Regions from separate parts of the Oryctolagus cuniculus genome. Here region 1 is linked to region 2. A link is a contact called in public Hi-C data. All regions are on one chromosome and are shown on one strand. The core of a region is the stretch at or near the end of the contact, and the rest is flanking DNA. Distances in the headings are between cores, read along the strand shown.

Region 1 (5,296 bases), core at 2,218-4,717, 940 kb after region 2:
AGCAACTGTGATAGTAAATGATTATAGATAACATTAACTGAGTGTATTTCTCTCTGTCCCCAATGTTCATCACAGAACAGTAACACAGCCCTGTTCTTTCGTAGAAGATACAGAATCTCAAAGTTCTTCATTTGTGTTTTGAATAGTATTTCCTTGGATCTACTTAAAAGAGCCAGTAATACTTGGGAGAAATTAGACAAGTTGCCATTGCACAATCCGCCATTATGTAAAATGGTGTCATTAAACTGTTTTGTCTCCAGTTAATTCTGCATGAATCCTAAGTCCTCCTTTTTATGTCTAGCAGCTCACACGCCAGTTAAAATGATTGAGTTATTTTTAAACATAAGTGTTGCAGGGGAAAAAAATCATACCTTCTTATTTTACAATTCCCCCAATGAAAGGGTAAAGATGAATTATGAATACAAGGAATCAAAATAAACTGCTCACTTTGGGGAAGACAGTTCTCCATGGAGGACATGTGGGGAATGAGGAATAGGACCCTGTTGATTCATTCGTTTATTTTTGACTCAACTTAGAAAGAAATTGTTTTTCTAATTCATGCTGGTGGAAATAGTTTTCAGGATACTAATTAAAAGGCCCCAAATAAGGCAGACTCTAAAAGTGTTAGCTGTTTTATAGACTCTTTATCTGTCACCCACCATAAAACCTTGCTGGTATAATATTCCTTAATTAGGGAACGTAAAGCCATGGCGAAGACTCTACACTCACCTCCTTCTCCTCAAACGCAGTAGATTTGAGACACTCCCTGACACGTGGGTACCTTCCCAGAGTGCAGAGCTGAAGGGTACCCCTCAAAGAGGAGGCTGGATTCACGCACAAGGTGCTTCTCCCGTCGCTCATGGAGAAGGGGCCACACCCCTCCCAGGGTGCACATATCAGTCCCTTGTCCTCTGCATTCAGCCCATAGCACTAGAACATGCGAGCGAAGGAGGTTTTCCCCAAGGAAAGGCATGGCCCTGCCAGCGTTCCCAGCATCCCTGGAGATCCACTGCAGGAGGTGGGGCCGGTGGGCTCTCTTTCAGATCTGTTTCCCACTGTTCCTCTCTTGTTCTTTCTTCTGAGAACTGGAAGAAGAGAGAAGGGGATCTACTCCATAGCTTAGACCACAGGCAATTTTGCTGAACTGAACGAATACTGTATTTTAATTGGTACATTGCACATAAGATGACATATTGAGTGCTTTGGGGAAACTTAATTTCAAAATAAGCTTGTATATAGGAATTCCTATTTGACAGAGAATGTCATTCATCTCTTGGCAATTCCATTTTGACACAAAGACCTATTAAAAACAGCAATTCTGGTCGTATTGCTTGTATCTGAGAATACATTAGATAGATTCTACAGAAAACTGGCTTTGCCGGAAAAAAGACAACAGACACTTTTTGTAACACTGTTTCAGAGCTCAAGGAAACGAAAGTACTGTTTTATAGGCTGAGCCATCCGCGGCTGGACTACTTTACGGGCTGAGCCATCCACAGCTGGTGAACATGAAGTGGAATGAGCAAGGCATGAGATGACCCTGTGGCTCACCCGTGGCTGTGGCTCTGAGTGCCTGGCTGGTGCTGACAGTGGTCAGCCGTCTCTGCAATGCAGTGGCTGTTGCTGTGTTCTTGTTCTTCCACTTTTGAGTCATTCTGGTGACACTGTCATAAAAATCCTGAACTTTGCTTTAGGACAGCATCAAAGGAAAGTACCAGTCAAGAAAGATGCACCACTTAATGGTCTCCACTAATAGCAGGTTAAAAACAGGCCCCACTCAAGTCCTAGCAGAGGAGCACAACGCTGCTACTCAGCAGGAATTGTGTTTTGAGCGATCACTAAAGAACTGCACTTCGCAGTACGGGAGCCACTAGCCACAGTGTCTACTGAGCACTTGCAACATGGCTAAACCAAACTGAATATGTTGTAAATGTATAAAAACACACAGGATGTCAAAAAATTAGGACCAAAAAAAAGGAATGTTAACTGTATCTCTGATTTTACTAATGTACTCACAAATGATTTTAGTAGATTATTTAGATACAACATATTATTAAAATTAACTTCATGTACCTAATTAATAATAAATTATATCTATTATACAATGGATGCTTATGTATATTACATAATGATAAATATAAATTAATTTCTACTTACTTTTTGAAGGTGGCTGCTAGAAATATTTTCATTACCCATTTTAGTTACATGTCACATATAAAATTTTAATCATGTTATATGTCTGTTGATGGTGCTGCTCTAGAATAAGAAAGAATGACTACATGGTTTAAAGGCAACTTGTTAGGATCTGGTAAAGAAATTTGATTGACACCATTACAGTGAAATCAACCATCTTCCAAGGTAGTTTAGTTTGCTGATTACAACTGGACATTCCAGAGGCAAGCTGCGTGGGTTCAAAATGAGCTAATTACGGAATCTTAGCATCCATGTTTGTAAGGTGAAGGGCATAATTATGGACCACTCATTTTAAGGTGTTAAATGAAATGAGATCATGTGTGCAATGCATTTAGTGTAGAGCCTGATAGAAGAGACACTGATAAAAGATAACTTCTATTATCCTAATTGTTTCCGTCAGCTCGGGCTATACCAAAATACCATAGACAGCAAACATAATTATTTCCCACAGTTCCAGAGGCGGGAAGTCTGAGATCAACTTGCCAGAATAGTTGAACTGGCTTGCAGATGACCTGTGTCCAAGGGTGGGACACTGGGTGGGGCAGGGGCATCTCTGTTCTCTTCTCACAGGGCACTGATCCCATGATGAGAAGCCCACCCCCATGATCTCATCTTTACTTAACTGCTTCCCAAAGGCTCTGCCCCTAATACCATCACCTTGGATGTTAGAGCTTCAACATATGAATTTTAGGGGTCACAAATATTAAGTACATAACAACAGCTTAAAAAGTACAGAGATAGGTTGTGCTACCAATCTGCATTTTGCAATGCTGTTTATGCAACACTTTCAGATACTACAGAGTAGGTAAGCCAGGCAGGATTATTGCTGGAAACAGAGCAGAACCGTGGAACCTTGCCAGCCCCGAGTGTGGGCCTTGGACCAGCAGCAGCACTGGTATCACTGGAAGTTTGTTGGAAATGCAGTGTCCCAGGCCCCTCCCCAGACCTGCTGAACCGGAATCTACCGGAGTGCTAATGAGTTCCCCCAGGCCTCAGACACACATTCAGTTTATGCAGTGTGGCCCAGGGCACACAAAAATGCGTAAGATGCAGCCTCACTGGCAAGGTGTTCAAAATCCAGGAGTTTATGTTTGTGTGGGAATGAGAGTGAATCAGACAATTCTATAACAAGCTTCGAGGGGCCCAATAGAAGACATCCCTGCTCCCCACCCCCTACCCCCGCCCGGTCTGCAACCAATCATGATGTAGATAAGCAGGTGCAGGTCAAAATGTCAGCTTCTTTATTGAGGGTGTTTTGGAGAACTTGCCTTGGTATATGGCTTCTTGGCACTGAGCTCCGGAAGTAGGGACCCTCACTGGCCAACACACAGGCAGTGTCTCCCCAAAACAGTGAGGAGGAGGAGGGGAGCAACATGCTCCATGTACTCATTTTCCATTGTTGTCAAACCAGCAAGTTACCAAATTTAGCACTTGAACACCATCCATTTATTATTAGCTCACTGTTCTGTGAGTCAGAAATCCAACTGGCCTCAGCTGGGCTCTGCTCAGGATCCCACAGAGCCAGAAAAGCAATGAGGTCAGTCAAGTTGAGCTCTTACATTATGTACCCCTGACTTTAGGGGAAAACTCACTTCCAAGCTCTTGCAGGTGGCTGGTAGAATGTATTTCCCACGGCTAAAGGATGGGTGCTCCTGTCTCCTTGCTGGCTGTCAGCCAGGGTTCACTCTGCATATCTAGGCACTGACGGCTGTCCCTGCAAGCGGCCTGCTCTATCTTCCAGTCAACAATGGCAAGCCTACCAATTCTCTGCCTTCATTCTGTCCCAGCCTGAGAAAGTGTTCCACTTGTCATGGTCTCTTAGGATTAGCTTAGGCCCCTCATGAAAGTCTTCCTTTGGTTGAGCTGATGCCAACTGATTAGCAAATTTATTACATACAAAAAAATCCCCTTCTCCCATGGAACATAATCAGGACAGGATATCTCAGAAAGTTTACAGTATCAGGGATCAGCAGGGTGGAAAATCTTGGGGGTCCATTTAAGGATTCTGCTGTTCAAAGTTACTAGCTAGGAAATTCATTCTTCTATGGTAGAAGATGAGTGAGGGCATAGGAAGAGACCAAGAATTTTCTAGTAAGGATAGTCATTCCACACAGAAACTCGAAGCCAGAAAATAGGTGGTTCTACCACCTGCCTCCTTGTGACACCCCCACCGCATCTATTCACAAAAGAAAGTAAGGATAGTTCAGGCGTTATGCAGGGAGCGTGGAGGCCACGAGGAAGCATGTGGCTGGTCCTTGAGAGGGAAGTTTACCTTAGGCAGAGAGATCTGACTCCCCTCCAGTTTGAGGACAGGAAGAATGGCCCCTCATCCAGTGGGACTGTGCTAATGAGTGTGCACTGAATTCCAGATGTAGAAGACAACACCATCAGCAGAACTGTGGTATGGAAGAGGAATCTAGAAGTGCTGTGTGAAATTAGTGGGAGCACAGTTCTAGGAGTTCTTGCCAGTAAATACCATGAGAGCTCATGAGAACCTGAGCCAGAAAAATAGCAAAAGGAAGGTACATTATAAGACGTAAAGAAACCAGAAAGAGGACTTGGCAACAGATTGGATGATATCAAGGTTAAATCCAGAGGTGAGCATTTGGCACAGCACTTAAGACACCTGGTGGGATCCCAGCATCCCCTTGATAGGGATGACTGCTGAGTTTCAAGTCCTGGCCCTGCTTCTGACCTTGGGTAGCCACAGGTGATGAATCAAATGCTTGGGCCTCTGCCACCCATGTAGGAGACATGCAGTGAGTTTTGGTTCCTAGTTTGGGCCGGGCCTAGCCCAAGCTGTTGCAGGCATTTGTGCAATGGATCTGTAGAAGAAAGACCTGTCTGTTGCCATCTCTGCTCCTTAAATAAAGAAATAAAAATCAAAGGAAGAAAGAGATAAATCCACGGGGTCCAACTTTGAAAACCGGGAGAATGATGGTGCAACGGGGAAAAACGTGAGGAACAGCGGATCTGAGGCAGGAGCTGGTGGCTTGACCTGCAGTAAAACACAAGACAAATGTTCTCCTGTCTATCCATCTCACCCACACTTCTGTTAACAGGCTCTCCCCGCCCCGCCCCTCCCCCCAGCCGCCCCCCAGTG
Region 2 (5,161 bases), core at 1,525-4,024:
GTGTACACTGACCCCTCACCCAGCCCAAAAGGTAGCCCGACAGGTAAACCAGTCAGGCCACTCCCCTTGCTAGTGACTGGCAGAATGACTGGGGGGGGGGGAGGGAGGAAGAGGGTGCTCTGGTAAGAGGTACAGTGAAAACAGCTCCCCTTTCCTCTGGACGTTCGATGTCTAGCTGTGATGTCTGGAACATCTTGCGGGGAGCAAGCTGTGGTGTCTAGAACTAGAGCCAGGACAGACATCTTGATAAGCTAACACCAGGAACAGACAGCCTGATGATAAAGCTAACACCAGGAGTGGCTACAGGAGGGGACGAGCATCTCTGATGACAGCGTCACACCAGTCATCCACCACCCTACCTTCGAGGTTCCGTCAGTACACAGCCTTATTGTTCCTGCCAGAGGGAGTCAGTATTTCTGACACTCACTGCTGAAGGCATGGCCGGGACATCTGCAAGAGGAGTTACGTGGGAGAAAAGGGGATGGTGTGTTTCAGGCAGAGAGAAACTGAGACCCTGAAAGATGTCGTGTGTCTGGCCCAGAGCTGGGACTGGGGATGCATGTGTCACTGTGGGGAGGGGGAGGATGAGGAGAGAGGAGGAAGGTCAGGGGAGAGAAGTGGAAGCCAGACTAGCAAGGAGCTTAGCCGTTTGCAAGGATTCACGTGTGGGAGCCTGAAGGTGGGGCGTTCACTGGAGTTGGTGCCGTTAGGGTGCAACAGGCGATTCCTGGTATTGGAAGCCAGCACTGGCAGGAAAAGCACCAGGGTGTCCGGCAACAGAGTCTCGAACGAGGGACTCAGAGATGTGGTTACTGTGGGAAGCCAGTTGGAGGGAAGACGAGGAGGGGACAAATGTGGCGGCCACCAGTTTTGAGTTTCCTGAGTGGGAAGAGCTGATGAGGCATGACATGCCGAGGTCGGGCTGGGCATCATGCCAGGGGAGGATGGGTGACCCGGTGCAGCTACCATCAGCAGATGCTCCCCTGCTGTTTGGGCAGACTTGGGTTGGGGGGAGGCGCCCCTCGAACTCAGAACTCTCTGAAATATCCAGAGGACTGGATCAAAGTGTGGGTTCTGGGGTTGGTGACTGATGGATTTGATTTTTTTATTTTTATTTTTATTTTTGTTTTTGACAGGCAGAGTGGACAGTGAGAGAGAGAGACAGAGAGAAAGGTCTTCCTTTGTCGTTGGTTCACCCTCCAATGGCCGCTGCGGCCAGCGCGCTGCGGCCGGCGCACCGCACTGATCCGAAGGCAGGAGCCAGGTGCTTTTCCTGGTCTCCCATGGGGTGCAGGGCCCAAGCACCTGGGCCATCCTCCACTGCACTCCCTGGCCACAGCAGAGAGCTGGCCTGGAAGAGGGGCAACCGGGACAGAATCTGGCGCCCCAACCGGGACTAGAACCCGGTGTGCCGGCGCCGCTAGGCGGAGGATTAGCCTAGTGAGCCGCGGCGCCAGCCGGATTTGAGAACCAGGTAGCTCCCTCTCTGCTGTCCCTCTTCGTCCTACATCTGCCCCCCTGCCCTGGCCCCTCCTCCCTCAACCTGCCCTGGTGCAGTATTGGGTGGGAACTTAGACCCCGCTCCATTCTCTCATGATCCTGACTGTCCCCCCAGCGACCAGGCTTAGCCTTGCTAGGTTCCGCAGTACCTGAGCCTTGTTCATCGAAAGTCTTCATCTGCGAGTAGATTGTCCCCGCCTGTTGGAACGTGCCAGTGCCTTCGGGAAATTCCATGCTGCTGTCTCTGCGTTCTGCTGGGCTTGTCTTTTCCTGACATCTGGCTGCAAGAGGCAGGAAACTTCTCCCCCAGCACAGCAGTAGCTGGAAAGAGGTGGAAGTGCGGTGTGCCAGGGCGACGTATATGGAGCAGGCTGACAGCAGGTTACTCAGAAGCTGAAACCTGGAAACCCACAGCTGTGGGGCAGACTGCCTCATGCTACTGCGTCTGAGCACCCCAGCCTTCACTTCGGGTGGAACGGAGGACTAGGGTGGCTCTCTTAGCTCGAAGGCCATTGAGTGTTTTGGCCTTAAACCATACAGGCAGTCCACAGAGGGGTACAGGTGATTCAGAGCCAGCATCCTGAGCAGAGCCCCGACCCCCACTCGCTGGTTCTGGGAAGATGTGGAGGAAATCCTTTGGCCCCAAGCAAGCCAGCAAACACGCACCCAAACAAAACAACGCGAGAAGCCCCGCGCCGAAAACTTTCCACTTGCAAACATGTTTTTGTCACTGTCAAAGGTTTAGGATTGCAACATTTGGGCGTCTTTGGCCCCAAACCCGAAGACTCTGCAGTTTTCCCAAAGTACCTAAAATAAAGAATTCTCTCTGGCAAAAACAGCATGTTTGTAAACAGAAAGATCTTATTTTGGAGAAACTCAATTCCCCCTAAGATGTCGAGAATTCAGAACAAAGTCCCCCAGGGCCTTTTCCATCTGCTTCCCCCACTGTCCCAGGCAGGTGGAACACATTTCTAGCTTGTGTGTGTGTGTGGGTGTGTGTGTCTGTGTGTGTGTGTGTGTGTGTGTGTGTGTGTGGTTTTCATTAAGCGGGTGTGTGTTTGGAATGTGTGCTTGTCGGCCAATGCTGATTCTCTTCTGATGCTTCCGAGAAAGGTCTGCAGATGAGGCCCTGGACTCTCCCCGATTCAGGTTTCTTGTGCCCCAGGATCACAGAACTGGAACTGGGGACATTCCAGAGAGAGGGCCACATCCTCTCCATTTGTGTCAGGAAACCCACCCCAGATACCTGAAAGTAGACCCTCTATCAAGCCAAATAGCTTGGTTTCTAGTGGCTTCTTCTAATGTCTTTGCTGCAAAAACAAAAACAAAAACAAACAAACAAACAAACAAAAAACAAGCTCTCTTTTCCCTACCCAGAAGCCTGGCTGTCATTCTTTTCCTCTTCTCACTTTCAAATCCTGTTTGCACAGAAGGCTCTAACAACCTTCTCACTGTAGAGAGTGGCTTGAGGTCTCTAGCTAAATCTTATAAATAATTCTCAGCAAATATTTGCTTTAGTCTGGGTCTTCCAGAGAGACAGAAAGGATGGGATATTTATATGAGAGAGAGAGAGAGAGAGAGAGAGAGAGAGAGAGAGAGAGATTAACTAGGAGATTTGGCTCATTTGATATGGGAACTCAGAAGTCACACAATTGGCCACCTGTAATCTGGAGACACAGGAAACCTGGTAACTTGGCTCTGTCCAAGTCCAAAGGCCTGAGAACCAAGGAAGCCAATGGCACAATTCTCCATGCAAGGTTGGAGGTGTGAGAGCTCAGGGGGTTGCCGTGTTGAGTACCAGAGTCCAAAGTCCAGAGATGCTGGAGCGCTGGTGGCCAACAGCAGGAGACCAAGGGCATCGCAGCTCCGGTTTATCCTGCCTCTACCTTTTTGTTCCATCAAGCCCGAGCCAGTTGGGTCATGTGACTCACATGGAGGCTGGGGTGTCCCCATTCAGCCCAGCAACTCAAATGCCAGTCTCAGCTGGAAACACCCTTGCCGAAGCACCGGGGAGCAGCCCCGTCATTCTGCTCAAAGGTCACACTCTTGGCTTTCCCTTTCAGCATCTTCCTGAAGCCCTGAGGATAACTAAGCCCTCACCAGCTACTTGGACGTCCCTTCTTCCCATGGCTGACCAGGTTAAAGCCCACCTAGTTGAGAACAAAGAAGAGTTACATGAATTCGTGGCATATCAAGATTGCCATCTGGGAGGCACAAAACTCCCATAGACTTGAAAATATGTTCCAGGGTTTTGCAGTGTGGTGGTTGGCTTTGTAACCCCAACTGCAAGAGGGGCTGTTAACCACGTGCACTGCTTGTCAGGGCTTGAGACTTGGGCAGGAGGGGTCAAGCTGCCTTGTAGGAAGCAGATTGAATGGTCTCAGGAAGCCAGAGGAATGTTTTCACGCACGAGTGCAGAGGCTGGTGAATTTTGTTCCGGAAATAGCAGTTCCGCCCTGTCCACCAGGTCTGCAAGTACTGGGGGTGGGAGGTGCGGGGAGGGGTATGGGCAGAACAGCCCCGTGTAGGAGTTGAAGTGCATGCACGCTTGAGGCTGGTGTTAACAGGAGCCCTCAGTTCCCTTTGTTGCCCCAAATCAAGGCCACCCCACGTTAATTTTCATCTTAGACACAGTCAAGCCCCAACACCAACCATGGCAATATTTAAAACTAAAATCCTAAGAGTTGGGATTTTCCATTTGCAATGTCTCTAGGATTATCCAGCAAAAGATGTTCATATGTATTTTTATATTGAGATGAAGTTCAGGTGACACAAAATTAACCCCATTAAAGTGAACAATTCAGTAGGGTTCCGTGCATTCACAATTTGTGTGACCTACACCCCTGTCTGGTGTGAAACGTTTCCAGCACTCCAAGGGAAGGTCCTGGACCCCATAAGCAGTCTCATGCCATTCTCCTCCCCGCCACCAAGCTTCATTCCTTCTGTAGCTATTCTGGATAATCCATGTAGGTGGCGCCACACGACACGGAGCCTGTTCTGTCCTCAGTGTCACGTTTTGGAAGTCTACCCCTGTCTAAATTCCACTGCAGAGCTAGTTGTCTTCTGCTTGAGGCACGTAGGAGCTTTAAGAATTCACGGGATGACTCCTGATGCAGTGAGGAGCTGCCACCTCCTCCGCGCTGGAGGCCGGCCCTGCTTGTGGAAACCCCTTCTGCCTCCAGGCTCTGGCTCTGAGTTGTGATGCCTAGGGCTGCTGTGTGATCCAGGCTCACGGCCTTGCTCCCTGCTTCCCCTTGTACATATTCAACACCGACACTGCCCGTCGCTGAGCCTGCCTTGCCCTGCCTCCGCATATCTGGGTTCAATAGAGCCGAGAGAAAATGATCTCACAGACATCAGGGAAGGTACAACAGTGGGCGCCTCAGCCCCAGGATATTCTCATCAGGTGGCTATGAGGTCTTGTAGGAGAGAGGTGGGGGAAGACAGTGTCTTAATACCTGGACAGCAGGAGGGTGCTGAATTAGCATAACTCCCAAAAAAGAAGAGCAGTCGTGAAACGCTTCAAGTGGATCCTGTAATCAATTAATTATAAAGAATATAAACTTCAAAGTGACATGCCAGATGGCCTTTCCTCTTCCGTGTTTTTTTCCATTGTTTTTTCATTTAAGAAAACTCTAATACAATATCATTCTTATCTCTA

Evidence for each region. A called contact is a pair of places that touch in the nucleus more often than the background predicts.
Region 1: a contact with region 2 is called in a Hi-C map of embryonic fibroblasts, with 4 times the contacts expected there. The contact joins two enhancer-like sites. A contact is called at or near these places in 4 of 6 Hi-C or Micro-C datasets (ear pinna, embryonic fibroblasts, skin fibroblasts and 1 more).

Annotation. Positions count from the first base shown.
Region 1 is chr4:10,171,669-10,176,964 of mOryCun1.1, forward strand. The region is part of intron 2 of RUNX1 (RUNX family transcription factor 1); the gene reads left to right. Among named protein-coding and RNA genes, the nearest start is that of RUNX1, 150 kb to the left of the region's middle. Within about 2 kb of position 3,468, at least 1 of the 8 cell types and tissues checked has an H3K27ac peak or open chromatin away from gene starts, as enhancers often do.
Region 2 is chr4:9,230,092-9,235,252 of mOryCun1.1, forward strand. No RefSeq gene overlaps it. Among named protein-coding and RNA genes, the nearest start is that of CBR1, 200 kb to the left of the region's middle. Within about 2 kb of position 2,775, at least 1 of the 8 cell types and tissues checked has an H3K27ac peak or open chromatin away from gene starts, as enhancers often do.